Linked DNA regions of Gossypium hirsutum: region 1 is linked to region 2. A link is a contact called in public Hi-C data. All regions are on one chromosome and are shown on one strand. Each heading gives the region's core, a stretch centred on a gene start, on an enhancer-like site or on the middle of the called end of the contact. The rest is flanking DNA. Distances are from core to core; before and after follow the strand shown. Region 1 holds the start of LOC107888792. Region 2 has its middle 41 kb from the start of LOC107888779.

Region 1 (5,492 bases), core at 2,630-5,129, 490 kb after region 2:
AAAAATTCAAAATATTTTTCTTTTAATATTAAAATGAAAAGTTTTCATAGATAAAAATCATTTTATATATAATTTGAATGCCTAAAAAACTTAGAAACTGTCACTTGATTTTTCATTTCTTTTGGATTTACCCTTCTCTCTCTCATTACAAGGCCATTATCAAATTTCAATTTTTGTTCTTATACTATGCTGAAACTTAACAATTAACCTACATGTTTTAATTTTTTATATAATTTAGTTTCTCTATTTTATAATATAATTAGTTAGTTTAAATAGTCAATATTGTTAATTACTTCAATCACAATGTTGACATTAATTTTTCTTAAAAACATTGCAACGAAAAATTATTTTATGATAATAATTCAAACTTTTTTTTTAATCCTAATGAATATTTTTAAAATTATCTTTATTGTTACGTGACTACTAAGAATATATATATATATAAAATTTCAAAATGTTACTTTAGAAAATTTAATAGAAGAATTTTAACAATAATAAGAACTAAATTCAGATTTTTAAATTTGAATTCTTGAAAATAAAAATAGGAGACTAAATTCTAAGTGTACAAAGTATATAATGACTTAAAGCATATTTTAATCTTCAAACTTTTAATCTATAATTTAACACAAACAAATAATCAACCCAAAATTTTTTGAATTTTTTTTACAAAGATATAAAATTCCTTTATTTTTGTTCACCGTTGATTGCATTAAATTCTCAAACCCTTCTTACATCAATAAGTTGTATGTGTAAATTTAAGATAATACACAACATAAACTATCTGGGCAAAGTCAATAGAAATAAATAAAAATGCCAAAGTTAAAATAAAAACATTCATATCTTCTAATAAAATAAATAGTTATCCTAATATTCTTCTTCTTCTTCTTCTTGAAAATTTAAAATTTCTCATATTTTACCTAAAAATGTTGGGAGTAGAATTACCATTAAATCTTGGAGTTAGCAGTGATTTGAGGTTGTGGAAGAATTGGAGTCAGCATGTAGTAGAGGGCAATGAAAGTTCATTTCTTCCACAGAATATTTCTCCCTGCGGATGCCCAACATACTTCTCACTTTACATAAACATAAAATAGTAAAAGCTATACACAAGGGTGAGTAAACAAAGTCCAAGGGGTATCCTTAAGTTTCCTATATATTAATTGTCCTAAGGATCACTTGCATATAGCATCACCAATTTCTAAACACTATAGTAGTAGCATACTTTACTATGCATATTATACATTCATTTTACTCCCCACTCTCCTAACAAGGTAATATTTTCTTTTCATATATATATATATATAGACGCCAAGACTTATATGAAACAGTGGTTAAAGTTCTTATCCCGGCACTTAGATGACACAGTTTCAAACCCTGTCATCCCATTCAAGAGAAAAAAAGAATACAATTCCAGCATGAATATCAATAATTATTAGCAAGAATCCACCAATAAAATTTCTGGATCAACGAGGAAATTGATCCTAGAGAGAAGACTTGAACATATTTCTGGGATAAGTCACTAAGATCTTAATCATGTGCATGAAACAAAGCCTTCTTGAAAATGCCATAGCTTTGATTAAATTTAGAAGAAAAGATCGAAAGCACTTACGATAATAGACTAACAGATTCGAGATCATCAGCTTTCAACGAATTCTCATTGAACGAGTGGCGATGAAGTTGACGTGTGAAACTGCTTGTTGTGTCCAAGAAATAGAGAAGGAAAGACATCATGCAGCTGCAAAGAAACATGGGTATAGGCCCAAAGATCCATAGCAATAGAGAGAAGGATAAGTAGAAGGCTCGCAGTCCAAGTGACCAGAAATAACTTCCTCTGTTTAAGTTTCTTGCAACATACTCAACTGTCTCCATGTCGTCTATGGGTGAAGAGAGCGTGACCAAGAAGCTTACATGGGCGTAGTATCTAATAGACTGCACATTGCAAAGAAAAGCAACAAGGAAACACAACAAGATGGAAAAATACTTGATGGAAGACAGTAGCCGAGTCTTGTTCCCAAAAACTATTTCGGAGCTTGTGTTGCCAGAGTCTGAGCTGCTGCTAACGAAAACACTAATCAGTGAACTGAGAGTGATTGCTATCGTGGCCAAAAGTGTCGACGCCATTATGTTGTTGCGTATTGTTTGTACTGCTAGAACACCATTTTTCAACGGATCCTGAAACATCAACGACAATATCATGCTTAGTACAAGCACACTGGCATTCTATGGAAACAGAAAAAGTTTCCATATTGTAATGTGTTCTGGATTTATCAAATTCAGACCAGCGAAGGATGCTACAGTCTTTTAATAAAAGAACTACAAATCATCATGTTAAGCTCATTAAAAGAGAGACAACAAAAAGGCATGTCGTGATTTGGGAGCCGTCTGTTTCTGCAATCTCACAAGCAGCTCAGAAGTATATTTATTTATTTTTCTATTGATGAAACAACAGCATCTATAGCATCAACATTTAGCAATTGACGAGAAATATAGTTACTTTTACTACTTGAATGTGACTTTTATAAGGAATGATTACACTTGAATGTGTGTTACAGTCAAACCATTTGTAATCGCTCCTTTTTGTTCAAGTCATTAAACTCTTCGTCATTTCTTTTGACTTTTATTAACTTTTCAACCTCTAGTAGCAAGTATATTGAAAGTATCAATTAACCAATTGAGCCAAAAGGAAGGAAATACACCAAAAGTTTAACTAGTCATTGGCTCATCAAGCTCTCCCCAAATCAGCCACAAGAAAGCAAATTCAGAGAGATACCAGCATAATAAGTACTGTGTCTTTCGTTTATTCTTGCTTTTGTGATACTCAAAACAGTAGATTTACACTTAAACAGTTATTACATTATTTCCATTCCGAAGATTGTAAGGTATTTGTACGAAACAGATCAGGCCACCTTCAAAGTTAAATACATCACTCCCTAAAGTCAAAGAACAATTTAAAAGTTGAGAACTCTACATCCTACAAATATAACGATGTTCCTAACAGGTTTTGATCCCATAGGTACAGAAATTCCAAAACTTTGAAAAGAACCCATTACTCAGAATTAATCTAAATAACAAATGGCAGAAGAGAGAGAGAGGGAGACTGACAGACATCATGGAGACAACCCATTGGTGACGAGAATGGGCATTTAAGCCGATGACAGTCCTTGTAGGATGCTTGATAATGGTGCAAAGAAGCCATAGATGATAGAGAGAAAGCAGCAGCAGTCCCAATGGAACCAGTACGTAATCCAACTTATCTTGTTCCATGATTCTTCTCTTTCTTCTTTCTTCTGCGAGGTTTGAGGATCCTCAGCCGGTAACACAAACAAGAAAATGCAATCGACTATTTGCCAATTATCAAACAAATCACTATTCCTTTCTACAAGCCCTATAAGCTAATTTTACTGACAGAGATCTCAAAAACTCACTGCTTATTTATATATATAACTCCAAAACTCATTTACTGTATAGAATATTGACTCCAATTAGAACTTTTATTTAAGTTACCGACTTCAACTAGAATCGTATATGAACCTGGCATCGAAAAATAACTCGACAGCATATAATCCGGAGGCAGTCCCCGTAAGAACGAAATCTTAACAATTGAACCAATCACTCTCGGCTCGAAACTCAATGTGATTTCAGATACCATGGGGTGTAAAAAAAGGGTTAAATTCAATTTTTAATTTTAATTACATAATAAATATTATTTTGAACAATAAAAAAATTTATTATTTAGTTTAAATTTTAAATTTTAGATTCTTTATTTAAAAATACAAGTTCTTTTTTATTAAAAAAAAAAGGGAAAATGAACCTCACTGAAAAGTACTGATGATAAAGAACATGACAGTGTCCTGCTATTTTTTTAACTGTATAAAGAAATAGAAGAATGCGTCCTTTTTTGGGGGGCTTCTTTTTATTGGAAAAAAAATGTCGGACAATAATGCAAAGAACGTGACAGCAAATAAAAAATAAATGGAATTTTAATTAAACTAGAACACAAGTTGTGACTTCTAACTTGCTTGTCTATAATATACTTCTTATTTGGCCTCATTGCTTCTATAATATAACTATAATGATGGTATCAAAATAAATAATAAATTAGTGATGGTATATAAAAGTATATAATACATGTACTCTAAATCATATAAATAATATTATTAAAAAGGATAATCACGAATTTCAAATATAAATTATAAAAATAGATATGAATATTAAGTTTAAAATAATCATATATAGTATTTTATTTTAAAGAGGGATTCACTTATATCCTTTTGTATTTTTTGCACAATTAATATCTTAATGATTCTATTATTAGATTTAACACTTTATTCATATAAATCATGTATATCAAATTTGATGTAAATTAAAATTTTCTAACGATTTGTTTTATAAAAAAAATAATTGTTGAATATATATCAATATATAAAGTATTTTAGATCGATATGATAGAGATATTAAATCAATTCGAAAATTTATATATATGAAAAATATAATTATATCAATAAATACAACTGTTAAATTATTAAAATATTAATAATTTTATACCAGGTAAGTCAAACTTCTTTTATTTTAATATAAATAATTAAACAAATTTCATTTTTTTTTGGTAGAAAATAAAGCTTAAGAAATGCCTAAAAATCCAGCGAAGTTAATGTATTGCATCCACTTCTAGCAATGACCAATGAATATCCTCCTCCAACAAGTCTCTCACGTAAGACGGTGGATCAACGAGGACCACTAACTGATCAATTCCATCTCTTATTGTCTTAAATAGACAATAAACAACTTTATTACTGTCCTTCATAAAATGCAGAAAATTTACTTACTAAATTTTGATACATCATTTATGAATCATTCTGATTTCATTAACATTACTAACCACTGCTAAATCATTTCGAATAACGTGAATTAACAGTGCATTATACTTTCCAATAAACAAATTCCAAACTTTTTAAGTTAGTTTCATCCTTTGATTAAATGAACCATAAATTATTATAATTGCTTTCAGTAAAAAGGTAGAGTGAAAAAAATCAAACATCAAATTATCTGATCTGGTCATGTGTCAAAAAAGAGTTGGAGTTAATATATTTAGGAATGTCATGTTCAATTATTTTGGCGTTTCTTAATAATTGCAACACCATCTCCTTTAATAACTATTTGTTTAAAGCTCTTTTTTGAGCTATTACCACGTTATCTTAATTTAATAAATTTGGTTTGATAATGATTTTTATTAGTATAATGTGTAATATTAAATTTGTTTTAAATGGAAAGGTAATTTGGTTGATAGCATCGAGCTTGAAAATTGTTCCTTTTAACTTGGGTTGGGTTTGATTAAAGATTTAATTAAACAAAAAAAACTCCTAGATAAAGGCAGAAAAAATATTATAACATATCTACTACGGTCGGATCTTGTCTAATTGTTTAAAATCAAAATTACTTTTAAAAAGATTATCTTCTTTTAGGTTGGAATAATCCTTTCTTAAGGAGGATCTATC
Region 2 (5,256 bases), core at 1,800-4,299:
TAAGACACCATAACTGATACCCTTTTACACCAACTTTATACCCTAGAAAAACACATTTAATAGATCTCGGTTCCAATTTTCCATCATCAACATCAGTATAAGCAGGACACCCAAAGATCTTTAAATCAGAATAATTAGCAGGATTACTAGACCATACCTCTTGTAGAGTCTTTTTCTCAATGGCAACAGATTGAGATCAGTTGATTAAAAAACATGCAGTAGAGGCTGCTTCTACCCAAAACGACTTTGGTAAGTTGACATTTGACAACATACATCGAACCTTCTCCATGATCATTTTGTTCATTCGTTCTGCAACACCATTTTGCTGTGGAGTATGACAAACTGTCAAGTGTCTCACGATCCCTTCTGACTTGTACAGTCTATTAAACTCATAGGAACAGAACTCTAAGCCATTGTCTATGCGGAGGTATTTTATTTGTTTTCTCGCCTATTTTTCAATCATAATTTTCCAATACTTATATACGGAAAACACATCATTTTTTTACTTTATAAAGAACGCCCAAATTTTCTGGAAAAATCATTAACAAAAGCTAGCTTATAATTAGCTCCACCTCTCGAAGGCATTCTGGATGGCCCCCACAGATCAGAATGAATATACTCCAACGTTCCCTTTGTGTTATGGATTCCTCTAGTGAATTGAACTCTCTTTTTCTTCCCAAAAACGCAGTGCTCAAAAAACTTCAGTTTGCGAATTTCTTACCCATCAAGAAGTCCTCTTTTGCACAATTCTGACATGCCATTCTCACTCATATGCCCTAGGTGCATATGGCACAATTTAGTAATATCATCATTTGACAAGGAAGAGGAAATGACAGCGGCATCACCAATAACAATAGAACCCTGCAAAATATATAACTTGGTAGTCTTTCTCTACCCTTTCATCACAACAAGGGAACCTTTGGAAATATTTAAAACCCTACTTTCAACTGTGTATATGTACTCTTTTGAATCAAGAGTACTCAATGATTAATTCTAGAACATGACATCACTAAGTGTTCTGACAACTCTATCAAACATCTTAACTTTAATTGTTCCAACACCTGTAATTTTACACGAAACATTATTTCCCATCAAAATAACACCTTTAGACACTGTTTCGTAAGTTGTAAACCAATCCCGATTGGGACTCATATGGAAGGTGCAGCCTGAATCAAGTATCCACTCCTCGCTTACTTTAGAATTGTTGATAGAAGTGACTAGAAGGTCATTATCACTGTAGTCTTCTACAACATCAGCGTCACCGAAATTTTCTAGTTATTTTCCCTTTTAATTCTCAACCTCTCTTTTAATCTTGTTCTGTAGCTTATATCACTCTGATTTAATGTGCTTTTTCTTCTTGCAGAAGTTACAAGTTTTACCTCTGTTTGAAGACTTCGATCTACAGTTAGATTTACCACAAGGATTCCATTCTTATGTCTTTCCACGATTATCATCAACATTCTAATCTTGTCTTCCACAAACAATGAGACCCCCTCTCCCTGAGAGTCAGGTTTAACCACAAGATGTTTCATCTTATCATATGAGGTCAAAAAATCATAAACCTTATCAACTGTAAGAGAATTACAGCTATATAAAATCGTGTCTCTAAAGGTTGAATGAGACGAGGGCAATGAACAAAGTAGAATCAACCTTAGATCTTCCTTATCATACTGAACCTCCATGGCCTCCAAGTTTCAGAGAATTTCTTTAAATACTATTAAGTGTTCTTGTACGGACGCACCTTCTTCCAAACGATGAGCATAAAGACGCTGCTTCATATGCAACTTGCTTGTTAGAGTTTTCGACATACATATTTGTTCTAGCCTCTTCTATAATGCAACGACGGTCTTCTACTTCATCACATCCTGCAAATTTCATTGGACAAATACAGATGTAATTGTGTTAACGCCTTTCGATCCTTACGCTTCTTTTCCTTACACTTCTTCTCTTCATCTGTTAATGTCGAAAGCATCTTATCTATCCCTAGCAAGGCATACTCCAGATTCATCTACGCAAGAACTATTTGCATTTTAATCTGCCACAATGCAAATCTGGTGTTGCGATCCAATAGCAGAATTTCATTCTTCAAAGACGCCATTATAGTGACCGAGATGAACAACCCAGAAGCTCTGATACCAATTTGTGAAAATACAATAAAATAAAAATAAAGAACACACAGATTTTACGTGGAAACCCTTTCGGAAAAAAACCACGGGTAGAGGAGAAGAAAATTCACCATGTCGAATTCGAATGATTACAAGAGGAATAAACTTTGTCTATTTATAGGCTTGTAAAACCATATTCTAGTAAGATTGAAACACCTTATTCTAATGAATATAAAATAGATCGAGTTTAATAAGGTTTAAAAAATCTTATTCTAAAATAAAATAAAAAAAGTGTAGTTCTATATGGATTTTACTTTATTTTATTTTACCACTGTATTTTATTTAAATAAGAATTCGGATCATTTAATTCTAAAAAATATAATATAAAAAATTTGTAAAAGTTAATTAATATTTATCTGAACATTTTTATTATTTAATTTGAATTTATTAATTAGATGATTTTTTTATTTAAGGGTGTGTTTGATAAACTGAAAATTTAAGTGCTGATTTTTATTGCTAAATTTTAGAAGTTTCGAATTTATATTAGAAAATTGTTTGTTAAATTAGTAAATATAATTATGTTGTTTGATAAAAATAAATATTAATTTCTAAAATAGTATTTATTTTTTAATTCTAATCTTATTAATATAATATTTTATATTATTTTGGATAATTTTGTATGAAAAATAAATATGTTAATTTGAATATCTAATTTTTTTTAAGAAAGATAATTTATATCAACTTCTTAATAAAATAAAATCAACTTAGTATTTTATATATTAAAGTGATAAGTAGTTACCTACCTACTTATCTTAGGTGTTGTCTGGTAAACTGAAATTAAGAAATGAAAATTTAAAAGTATGTTTGGTTGGCTGTAATAGCCAACCGAATAGCACATGATTCAGCTGTATTTCTTATTCCTTCATTTGGTTCGTGGGATCTACTATTCAATAGAATAGAATTTAGGCTCTATTTAATGATTTGTATTCCGACCTCCACCCAAAGAAGAGCCATTCAACGCTATCAAAGATGATATATTCCCAAAATACCCTTCAAGATTTCACTAATTTCCAAATAGAAGTTTAGCATTATCCAACTGTTATCGAAATCTAAAGCAAAAATAGAACAGAAACAGAAAAAAGAGAGTTCTGGATATGGCCAGAAGTTGGGGCAATGGAGGACGCTAAGAAGAAGGAAATAGTGGTTTGCTTTCTTAGATCTGTTATATTCTGGTTGTTCACAAGAAAAGGAATAAAAAAAAGAACATTTGGGAGAAATTTTAGGATGTTTTGATACTATGAAGGTGGAAGAAGGCAGCGACTGGTGCCAAAATCTGAAAAAAAATCAATTTTCATAAGCTTTTAGGTTGAAGATTAAGCCAATAAAAGGTCTCAAGAGTTTTCTCTGGTCTTTCTATGGTTGCTTATCTCACTTCGGTTGAAGGACTACCAAAGTCCCAAAATCTCAATTTCATCGACCATGAAAGGCTTTATTCTTTTTTCTAAATTAAAATGATCAGCCTCATTAGTAGTAGAAGGATGACATGTCTTTTACTCTTATATGTTGATCTTTTTAAAAAAAAATACATTTCTTTTTTTATTAATTGCTTGGTTTCAACATTTTTTCTGGGTTTTTTTCTACACTCTTCTAGGAGTAGAGAATGTTCTAGGAGAAAGTTATAAATAAATAAATTTAATTTATTACAATTATATTCCATTACATCCAACTAAACCACTGCATATTCAATTCTATTACAATCATATTCCATTATTACAAAATAACCATTTTATTACAGCTTTATTACATTCCAATGAACCAAACGTGCCATAAGTGCTGAAAAGTTACGTGATGAATTTGAATTATGAAATTTGTTTGACATGTTATTTAAAATTAAACATTGAGTATAATTAGACTATTTGATAAATTTTAAATTTAAAATTATGAAAGTTTTTTATTTTACATTTGTGTCCTCATATTTTGAATATTTAATATTATTTTAAGCAAATTTCAATTCTAAATTAACATTTTATACATATTAAAAATTTGGAATAAAGTATATTCTTAATAAATATATATAATTTTTGAATTATATTCTTAAAAATATAAATATCGTAAATCTAAAAAATAAATATTAAATCAAGAACAATGTAAAATTCAAGTTTAATATCTTAAACAAAATAATTAATTTAAATGACCATTTAGTTGATAAGATGCTATTCAAAATAATTAAAGGATAATATAGTCTTCAATATAAATAAATAAAATTATTCAACTTAACATATTCTTTATTAAGTGATAAGTTGTTCTTATCTACTTATTATTTTCAACATTTTTTTATTGAATAAATCTAGCAAATAGTTTTTATTTGTAATTATTAAACGTATTTAAAAAATTAAATTATTGAAAATATTAATTTTCAGTTAATGAAAATTTTTTCAGTGGTTAATCAAACAGACCCTTCAACACTTTTTTGTTGGAAATTTTATATTAAGTAAAATATTAAAATGATTATTAAACACATTTAAAAAATTAAATGAAAATTTTTGAATGGTTTATCAAACACATTTAAAAAGTAATAGATAATTTATATACTTAAACATATATTATTTATTAATAGATGAACTTAAAAATTATTTTCTTTAGTTTGATATATGATGTATCTAATTCTATTTAAAATGATATAGACGATGGATTCTTCTCTGGAAATTGCTAGTGTCTTTGAATCTTGGTCGACCGATGATTGAGAAATGAAAAAAGTCAAATCTAAAGAAAGCGATGGTGATGGGGATGTTGAAATGATAGAGGGCTTGGATTCGCCATCAAAGGTCTCTTGGAAACATATGCTGCTTGGAAAAGAGGCTTATAAGCAAGGTGAAAGGCTTCAATCTGCTGGAAATGATAGTGCTAACAAATTTGATTTCCTTGAAGGTGATGTTAAAAAGACTATGGTTAATGGTATCCCGACTATAGAATTAGCAGAACATATTCAATAGATCCTGTTCAAGGATATGGAGACAATGGTGGTGCTGAATTTGTTGGGTCGGAATATTGGTTACGCTACCTTTTTTAATCAGATTAGTAGTTTATGGTATCCCAACAAAGTCATTCCATCTAATGGATATTGAGAATGGCTATTTTTTTGCTAAACTTC

Evidence for each region. A called contact is a pair of places that touch in the nucleus more often than the background predicts.
Region 1: a Hi-C map of leaf shows a contact between it and region 2, with 1.9 times the contacts expected there. The contact joins the promoter of LOC107888792 here to the enhancer-like site in region 2. A contact is called at or near these places in 2 of 34 Hi-C or Micro-C datasets (both in leaf).

The regions. Positions count from the first base shown.
Region 1 is chrA09:46,753,210-46,758,701 of Gossypium_hirsutum_v2.1, forward strand. It overlaps LOC107888792, which reads right to left and starts at 3,880. Exons shown (of 3, transcript XM_016813010.2): 1 at 3,104-3,880; 2 at 1,607-2,169; 3 at 688-1,045. The coding sequence starts at 3,193. The coding sequence ends at 958.
Region 2 is chrA09:46,265,327-46,270,582 of Gossypium_hirsutum_v2.1, forward strand. No RefSeq gene overlaps it. Among protein-coding and RNA genes, the nearest start is that of LOC107888779, 41 kb to the left of the region's middle. Within about 2 kb of position 3,050, at least 7 of the 9 cell types and tissues checked have an H3K27ac peak or open chromatin away from gene starts, as enhancers often do. A contact at or near this core is called in leaf, where this site is marked.